Regions from separate parts of the Sus scrofa genome. Here region 2 is linked to region 1. The links are chromatin contacts, called in public promoter capture Hi-C maps. All regions are on one chromosome and are shown on one strand. Each heading gives the region's core, a stretch centred on a gene start, on an enhancer-like site or on the middle of the called end of the contact. The rest is flanking DNA. Distances are from core to core; before and after follow the strand shown.

Region 1 (4,848 bases), core at 1,722-4,221:
CATTCCATGTGAATACAAGCCGTTTCTGATCTTCCTTTTTGATAGATTGGTAAGAATGTATTCACAACATCAAAGATCATCTGCCATGTACCTAGGACCATGTCAATCTATTCTAGCAAAGATATCTGGGACAATACTACAACTGATAATATTGGCACTGCAGTTGGTTGTGTTTGACTGTCTGCTGTCATTCTCCAATGTCTGTCTGGTGTTTTCAGAGGCAAGACTGATCAACTACATGGAGTTGTGATGAGGATTAACATCCCTGAGTCCTAAATTCTTTAAAAATAGCCCTAATTTCTACCATCTCCCTTAGCATGTAGTATTTATCATCTCACCGGGCAGATGGGTGTTTCAGAGACCACTGATTGGCCTCCCCCTTAATGCTGGCTTTTACCCTATAGACTAATGACCCAAATGGTTCTGTGCCAACTACCAGGTGAAATGATTTGAGGACTGGGGAAATGATCACTGGGTGAGTCTGTAGATGCAGGGAACGCACTGTAAGCTGGACCTAATCAGCTTATTACCTGGTCCCTAAATGCCCCCATTCTAACAGTGGAACCATGGGGACCCTTCAGATTCTGAATATCAGTGTCAACTTGGACCCTGTGTCCAATGGTCCTTGAAATATGTAGGTATTCCCCATTTCCCACATCATAATTACCCACACTTTACAATGATTAGAGTAATCTAGGCATGAAACCATGTGGACACAACTATCAGAATGTTCATCAAGGTAGGTGTGCTTTATCTGCAGAGAGTTCTAGAGATGGTTAACAGAACATAATGCTTATGACAGTTAATTTTGTGAATCAACTTGGCTGAGCCAGAGTGTCCAGATATTTGATCAAATGTTATTCGAAGTTTCTGTGAGGGTAATTTTTGGATGAAGTTAGATTTTAAATCAGTGGATGTTGAGTAAAGCAGATTGTCCTCCATAACGTGAGCAGGACTCATCCAATCAGTTGAAGGCCTGAATAGGACAAAGAGACCAGCATTCTTTGAGCAAGAAAGAATTCTCCTGCAGAATGCCTTTGGATTTTGTCTACAACATAGACTCTTCCTGGTTCTATACAGCAGATGGCTTTTGTACTTGAGCTGGAATATCGGCTTTCCTGGATCTCCAGCCTTGCCAGCCCACCCTGCAGATTCTGCACTTGTCAAGTTCCAAGATCACATGAGCCAATTCCTCACAATAAATTATATATAAAACATACTGAATTGGTTCTGTATCTCTGGAGAACCCTGACAAATACAGTGTCCCTGTTGTAAAATACATGGACAGCCAAACTGGTATACTCAGTCGATGCCATCAAAAGGAAGCAAGGATGAATGATCAGGTGGTTCAGGGCAGTCATCCCAATAAAGAGTCATGACCCTTGCCCAGTTTTTGGAATTGAACCAGTTTTCAAACCCAGAACCTATTGACCTCTAAGAGGCATCCCTATGTTGACCTTCTGGCAGGACATTATAGGCCTAGTAGCTCTGAATCCTTGTTCTACTGCATATTCATTGTTTAATCATGCTTAGATTACTCTAATAAACCATTGTAAAGTGTGGGGCACCTAGGTGGCGTGATTGATTTCATAAGCTCATACAAGCATTTTCTAAATTACTCTTCTCCTTGTATTCACTACACAGCAGTCAAATGATCATGTTGAAATGGGAGTCTGATCATGCCACTCCCTTGTTCAAAAGCTGGCAATGGTCGCACATCTTAGAATAAAAGTCAGTCTTTCCAGTGGTCTACAAGGCCCTATAAGGCCTTATGCTCCCCTTAATCTCCCTGCTCTGAATACACCAACTTTCTTACTGTTCCTCTGACACTCTGGGCAACTTGCCCCTGTGCATCCCTGTCTGGAATGCTCTCCTCCCACATATGTCCTGGCCTGCTCCCTCTCTCTTTCAGTACTTTGTTCAAATGCGATCTTCTCTGTGAGCCCTACTTAGATCCCTCTATTTAAATTGCAAGCTTCAGGGAGTCCTCATCATGGCTCAGTGGTAATGAATCCAATTAGTATCCATGGTGAGGGTTCGATCCCTGGCCTTGCTCAGTGGGTTAAGGATCTGGCATTGCCATAAGCTGTGATGCAGTTCGCAGACAAAGCTGGGATTCAGCATTGCTGTGGCAGTGGTGTGGGCTGGTAGCTACAGTTTCGATTTGATCCCTAGCCTGGGAACTTCCACATGCCACTGGGTGTGGCCCTAAAAAGACAAAAATAAAATAAAATAAATTCCAAGCTTCAGCCCCCTTCCCTGCTTTATTTTACTCTATAGCTCTTATTTACTTCTAATGTATTATGAATGTATGAATGAATACTGCTTGGAAACATGTATAATAAAATATTCTAGGAGTTTCCTCTGGCTCAGCAGTTAATGAACCAACTAGGATGCAGGTTCTATCCCTGGCCTGGCTCAGTGTATTAAGGATCTGGCTTTGCTGTGAACTGTGATGTAGGTCATAAATTAGGCTCAGATCTGGCAATGCTATGGCTGTGGCATAGGCTGGCAGCTGTAGCTCTGATTCCACCCCTAGCCTGGGAACCCTCATATGCCCTGAGTGTGGCCCTAAAACAGCCCCCCTCCAAAAAAATATATATATAGATAGATAGATATTCTAGATTCCACATGTAAATGATATTCTTTTTCTTTGGCCAGTAGTTTGAGGTTTGAAGGGATAAAGCTTATGAGCTTATGGTTTAATATCTTTACTGTGTCTTCAGGTAATCCAAGGTTGTTATGCATTACCTGAACAAACTCTTATCGAGTATTTCAGTGCCAGGCACTCTTGAGTAGAAATATTAATAGTTAATACGTGTGTGTATTCGTTCACTCACGCAAATACATATTTACTGGGTGCCAGTTCTACTGGAGACACCCATTATAAGCGTTTCATTGGCTGTTCCCCGGAACCCCGGAGGCCGGAAAGGAGGGAAGACGTTCAGTCCTGCCAGCAGGGGGCGCGCGCGCCCTCCCCGCAGCCTCTCTGCCCACCGAGGCGTCCAGGCTCCACAGCTCGCTCCCGAGCGCGCCCCCGCCCGCCGCGTCACGTGATGCGGCCACCGACCCTGAGCTGCCGGGCCTAAGCCGAGCTAAATTCGTTGCCGGGGGCCTCTGCGGTGCAACCACAAAAGCTAATCCGAAGGAGGGGGTAGGGTTGTGGGGTCGATGCTTCCTCTTCCAATTCAGGTCGGCTCCGGTTACCGTCTCACCCTTCGCCGTTTGCGGCTCCCGGGGCGTTTGCATGCGCTCTTTCGTGCGGGGAAGCTCCGGTGACCATGTAGGGGAAAGCGGGAGGAAGCTCCAGCTGCCTGAGGGGAGGTCGGCGCGGTCGGCACGCCGCCTGGCACCCACCGCCTCGCGGGCCGCTGGCCCAGGTGGGAGCCCGGCCTGCAGTCGCGGCCTGACCCGGAGCGCCGCCAAGTCTCGCGCCGTCTCGCGAGAGTCCAAGTTGAAGGAACATGGCGACGTCTAATCTGTTAAAGGTAAGATCCTCCGTCCGGCTTGGTTTTTACTCCGGGGCTGCTGGTTCAGCTCTGAGGGAAGGGCTTGGCTTAGGTTCCGCGGCGAAGTGTGCGAATGTTCGGGAGTTGTCTGCGGGAAGGGACGTCGGGAGGCTGCCGCCGAGGGCCAGACTTAGGTCTTCGGCCTTGGGGTCGGGAGGCCGGTCGTCCGCCCGCGGGTCGGCGGCTGTGAGGCGGCGGCGGGCTGGGGGCCGTGCCTTCGGGACCCCGGAGGACAGTGCTGTGCCCGGACGGCTCGGCCAGGTGGCGTTCCCAGGGTCTCGGTTCTTCTGAAGCGAGAGTCCAGGACGCATAAAAGGAAGATCCAGGAAAATGTGGCCGAACTGGTTTTAATGCCTCGACCCCCACCTCCTCAATTTCTGTTCTCCTGTCTGCACGAAATTCCAAGACCCAGGGCAGTGCCCGCCGCCCTGCTCCCTCCCTTTCCTGCACGCCGCACCTTCCCTCCCTTTCTCCCTTTCTCGAGTTCATGTTTTAGGACTCTGTTCCTCAACCCCAGTACTGCTGAGGAAGCACTGCCATCGTTTTAGGGCTTGGGAAACTTGCCTTATGAAAGAAAACGGTTAAAGTTAGTTTTCTATATTTGGGATAGAGAGGGAGATCTAGGGCCAGAGGGGCAGGTCTACCATCATTTACAAAGTTTGGAGGAGAAGGAAGAAGGCATAACACTAGTTTCTTCTATGCGGTGTTTGTAGTAGGAACCTTTTGCTTTAAAAGTATTGACTGAATTGGGGGTAGTGATGAACTTAGGGAACACAGTGCAAAGGCTGAACTCCTCCGTCAAACCTATCATGCCTTCAGACTGTGGATGGATAACAAAATAATAGAGTGGCAGATATAAAATTACTGTAACCATTCATGTTCTCTTTAGACTACTAATATTAACTGTCTAATAGATGAGACTGTCTTATAAAATGTAGACCTAACTTACAGATTTAAGAGGCAATGTATCTTCTTTTAAAAGGGGAGGACCTAGAACTAGACTGAATTTCTGCCACTTAGAAGCTATATGACTTTGGGGAAGTTTCTAAACCTCTCTGTGCGGGAGTTTTTTCATCAATACAATGGAATTGTCAATAGCTCACTTCAATAGAAGCATTGTGAAAATTGAGTTAATAATGTAAAAATCTTAAAACAATGTCTAGCATTTAATTAGTACACAATACACATAAATTACTGGAGTTACTATTTCTGCTGTTTCTCTAAGAAAACAAGTTCATGGGAATTGAGTAACCTATTCTACTCTACCCTTTTATGAGAGTACAGCAAAGTTCTAATATATTAATTCTGAAAGAAAACTTGTTTAAGTTCTGAAGACTCT
Region 2 (4,848 bases), core at 1,169-3,668, 200 kb after region 1:
CCACGACAACAGTCCAAAAGAGAAGTAATGGGAGACATATTGTGAGGCCTATCTCACATATTCATGAAATGTGAATGACAACTAAGAATTTAGGGATAAGAAACGATGACTGTGGTTTTTAATCCATTAAAAGAAGGAGGAAGTCTAGGAAAGCAGCTAATTTGTGGAGAATAAATACTAACAAGTTTGCTATAAATTATTCCAGTTAGAAAATCATACAGCTTTCCTGGACTTCCCATGTGGCTCATAACATACCTACTCAGCATTGCTTCTACAGAAAAATCATACAGCTTTCTTTTTTTTGGTCTTTTTAGGGTCACATCCGTGGCATATGGAAATTTCTAGGTTAGGGGTTGAACGGGAGCTGTAGCTGCTGGCATATGCTGCAGCCACAGCAACACCAGATCTGAGCCACGTCTGGGGCCTATACCACAGCTCACTGCAATGCCAGATCCTTAACCCACTGAGCAAGGGCAGGGATGGAACCTGCGTCCTCATGGATACTAGTCAGATTTGTTTCTGCTGAGCCACGACAGGAACTCCCAAACTACTTTCTTAGGTTCAGTGATTCTTCCCCTCCAGGGAGCATAAGTGGCAATATCTGGACACTAATTTTGTTGCCACGAGTGGGTGGAGACCGGGACTGGGGTCCTACTGGCATCTAATGGATCGAAGCCAAGGATGCGGCTAAACATTCCACAATGTACAGGATAGCTCCCCATTATAAATAATTATTTGGCCTTAAATGTCAATAGTGCTAAGGGTGAAAAACCCTAAAGGCTATAGTTACTGAAACTCAACTGGATTACCAAACCCCCAAAACTCAAAAAATCCTTAAGCAAACAATTTGTATAGAGTGAAAAATAAAGTATGTCAATGTTATTATGAATTTGTGCAAGTCTACTTTGGATCTGTTTGCACATAATTACAAGAGAAATGGCTTTTTCTCTAAGATATAGAAGTTAACTGTTGATATTTAGTTCTGATAAACTCGGCAAAGTATTAATCAAACATTAACAAAATACTAGTATAAGTCACTATTTTCTCCAAAAACAGATTACCCTCTAATGTTTTCTGTAAAATGTACTTATCAGAAACCTGTGCACGAAAGCCACTGGAGGGGAGGGGCAGGGCTGAGTTCTTTAAAAAGTAGCAAGAAATGGGATTTTGTGACAATAAAGTAATGGCTGTAGATTCCATGGGAAGTTTCATTACAGATGTTTACCATTTACATACGATGCCTGTAAATCACTGGCTCGAGTTTTAAGCTTTATGTGGCTTTCATTCCTAGCAGTACAATCCTCTATTCTTTCAGACGACAAATAACAAAACCCGTTTCCCATACAATGTACCCTGACAACTGGCCGTGGAACTAAACTGTTTTCAAAATGAGGAAAAACTAACTAGGACTAGAAATGTTCAAATGGAAGGCATTTCCCCTGTGAAAATTCTTGTTAATTAAAAGAACCCGAGCTGCTGCCGTCAGAAAGTATGCAATTAGCGTTTCAAACCTCTACACTGGACGACTTCTTGCGGAGGGACGGGATAAGGAAGGAAGATCACCCATTCGTCCCAAATTCGCAGTTCTAAGGGCGAGTTACGAGAAGGGCGTCAGGAATGTCTTTCTACAAAGCTGGGGGGAGGGGGCTGGGGGAAGTCCCTCTCTTTCCTACTTTGGTCCCAATTCTGACAAAGTGCAGTGTGCCAAGGTGAAGCCGTCGGTGCATCACGTAGCAGCTTCCCGGCAGGGTCCTAATTAAGTGTAGGCCTGACTTTCCCTCCAATCCCGGCTTCAGGTGTTCCACTCCGGGCTTCCTTCAGCCTCTCCTCATCACGCAACCTCGAAGGAGAGGAGTGTCCACACACAAAGCCCGAACCGCCCGAGCCCCCGGCTGAAGAACCACCGCCAGCCTGAACTCGGAGACGGGGAGGCAAAGCCCCAGAGCTTCCCTCCCTGGGGAAACCTTTGGCCCCGAGGGTCCTTCCGTCCAGCTCAGCCCGGTCCGGTCTCCCTCTCTACCGCGTCAACGCTTACCCAATACCAGCCGGGCTACGTCCGAGGGTAGCAGCATGATCCAAGCCGCAGGAGTACCCGCAGTGAGAGACGAGACTCAGGTAAAAGCCAACAGCGACGGCTCCTGCGCCGCATCTCCCGGTCCCGGTGGCGGCACTGAACCCCGCTGCAATTTGTCCCGCCTCTTTTGCTCCACGCCAGCCAATCGCTTCCGCGGGAGAAAGAAAGGCGCCGAAATGAAACCCGCCTCCGTTCTCCCTGGCACTGACGTCATTTCCGTGCTCACGTTTGGCGGGTGGGGTCAAGGGGGCGAGGAGGCGGGGCGCGAGCGTTGGAGACCAAGCCGCAGGGAGAGCGTGGCTGCAGGGTCGCATGCCATTGGCAGACAGTGCGCAGGCGCGTTCCCTTCCGAGCCCGGTGTTTTGGGAGAGTGTTTGGTGTCCGGCGCGCGTGGGCGGACCGTACCCGAACGCTCCGCACCTCTACCGCTTCCGCCCGGGACGCACGCTGCGTGGCCACGCTGAGTTTGGTCGGAAGCGGGATCAGTGCGTGGACAGGTGGCTCGGGCTGCTGCTGGGAGTGGAGCGGGGATTTGGTCTGCGGCTACGCCGCCACCAGGGATTCCACTTGGTTGTCCAGTCCAGCCGTCTTGGTGCGTAAGCCGTGTAGTGGCGTCTGCGTTGGGGAATTAAGATGCCTCCGGGCCGCTCTGTCCCAGCCCCCATATGCGCCCCTTTACTCCTCTCCCCACCTCATCTTGACGGGACTCTGGTACTCATTGCTTTCTCCAGCTCTCTTTTCGTGCCTCTGGTGGACTTAGCCTTGAACCTTCCTGTGCGTCCCCTGCCTCTGTGCCCAGAAATTAACTAGATGGCTTAACTAATCATCTTTTTCTCCCCTGTCATAATTAGTAGTTTAAGTCAACGAGTGATTCGTTGAGGCTTAAACTGAAGTTTCGTGGTTAAGAGCTTGGGCTCTGGAATCACACTCCCGGAGTTGGGGTTCTGTCAGCTGGCTGTGTGATCTCGCTGTACCATCTATCTCGTCATCATCCTATCCTGTGTCACCACTCAAGAGTGTTTGCTGTTTTTTACCAGGTACAGAGAAGTAAAAAGACTGTTACAATTCAGAGTGATAATGTGATAGAAGAACATTGTGATGGAAGAGGAGTGAATGAAGTTCTGTGGAAACGGCCTGGGAGAATCAGTTTCAGTTTGCAGTGAGATTTCAGTGTTAAACTGCCCTGGAGGGAGGTGGGAGCCTTACAGACAGAAGGGTAAATGCATATGAAGGCATAACGTGTGGAAGGTTCCTGAAGCTCTAGGGAGAGCCTCACAGAGAACATTACCCGATATTCTGTGGTAATCTATGTTGGAAAAGAAATGGAAAGAGAATGGATGTGTGTACATGTATAACTGAATCACTTTGCAGTACAGCAGAAGTTACCACAACATGTGAATCAACTGTCCTTCCATAAAACTTTAAAAAATGGAAAAAAAGGAGAAGAGAGAGGTCCTGCATGTAATGAAGTACATTTGGGCATTTTCAACATGTTGAACATATGCTCTTACTGGGATATGGTCTTAACTGGGAGAAAATTGAGAAGCAAGGAGACAAGGATATTCTTTCAGGTGTGGGTGGAAAAAGAACCATTAAAAGAGATGCGAAACAGAAAAGAAGGGAATAATGATAATTGCTGATATTTATTGAGCATTTGCTATGTCCCAGGCAGTGTGTTAAACATGTACATCAATCTTTAAAGTAACTTTGAAGTTCTAGTTCAATTCTAATGTGGTTTTTCATTTTATCATTGAGAAAACTGAGGTTTAGAGAGATTAGCTAGTTGGAGTTCCTGTCGTGGCACAGCGGAAATGAATCAGGCTAGGAACCATGGAGTTGTGGATTTGATCCCTGGCCTTGCTCAGTGAGTTAAGGATCCAGCATTGCTGTGGGCTGTGGTGTAGGTTGCAGATGCAGCTTGGATCCTGCATTGCTGTGGCTCTGGCCTAGGCTGGCAGCAATAGCTCCTATTAGACCCCTAGCCTGGGAACCTCCATATGCCGTGGATGTGGCCCTAAAAAGACAAAAAAAAAAAAAAAAGAGAGAGAGATTAGCTAACTGCCCAAGTTACATAGTTTGTAAGTGCAGGACCAGGGTATGAACTAGTGCAGTCTGACTACAAAGCCCACACTCTTAGCATTAGAAAAAAATGGCATGGTGGTCTTTTGTGCTGCAGCGGGTTAAGGATCTGGCATTGTCACTGCAGTGGCTGTATTGCCACTGTGGCTTAGGTTTGATCTCTGGCCTGGGAACTTCCACATGCCACAGGCACGGCTCCCCAAAAAAAGATGGCGTGCTAAGGGCAGAATTAGATCCAGAAAGATATGGTATAAGCATCATTGTCAAATTCTGCAAAGGGATCATTTTGGTTGAGATCTGAAAAGGAACAATGGATTTGCCAATTCAGAGGGTGTTACTTAGGAAATATGTGTTATACCACTTGCATCTTGGAAGTGGAGCCTAGATGTATTAATTGGATTAATGTATTAATTGAATTCAATTTTACCTGATGATACTCTTACTCTAGCTAACTACTGTCTTACTCTAGCTAACTACTGTCTTGTTCCTTTAGTTGTCTTTCATTTCCTCCAACATTGCAGTTTTCCATTTTAGAGCTCGCTGGCTGTGTTTCTCCTCTAAGATGTTGGTTCTCTCGCTCTTTCTGTGCCTGGCACCAGTTTATTCAGATCTTTTAACCCCCTGTAATATGTGTTCCTTAATAGGTTATAAAAAATGATCCTCTACATTGGTATTTTATTTCATTTGTCTTTTCA

The links. Promoter capture Hi-C pulls out the DNA fragments that hold promoters and counts their contacts.
Region 2: a promoter capture Hi-C map of liver shows a contact between it and region 1, with 5 times the contacts expected there. The contact joins the promoter of ATM here to the promoter of CUL5 in region 1. A contact is called at or near these places in 2 of 5 promoter capture datasets (fetal liver and liver), 3 of 47 Hi-C or Micro-C datasets (heart right ventricle and skeletal muscle) and 2 of 2 datasets of contacts at active chromatin or transcription factors (alveolar macrophages and skeletal muscle).

The regions. Positions count from the first base shown.
Region 1 is chr9:36,416,835-36,421,682 of Sscrofa11.1, forward strand. CUL5 (cullin-5) reads left to right here and starts at 2,972. Exons shown (of 19, transcript XM_005667298.3): 1 at 2,972-3,488. The coding sequence starts at 3,465.
Region 2 is chr9:36,618,240-36,623,087 of Sscrofa11.1, forward strand. ATM (ATM serine/threonine kinase) reads left to right here and starts at 2,419. Exons shown (of 64, transcript NM_001123080.1): 1 at 2,419-2,666; 2 at 2,926-3,111. It overlaps LOC100627195 (protein NPAT), which reads right to left and starts at 2,276. Exons shown (of 18, transcript XM_021062741.1): 1 at 2,036-2,276. The coding sequence starts at 2,072.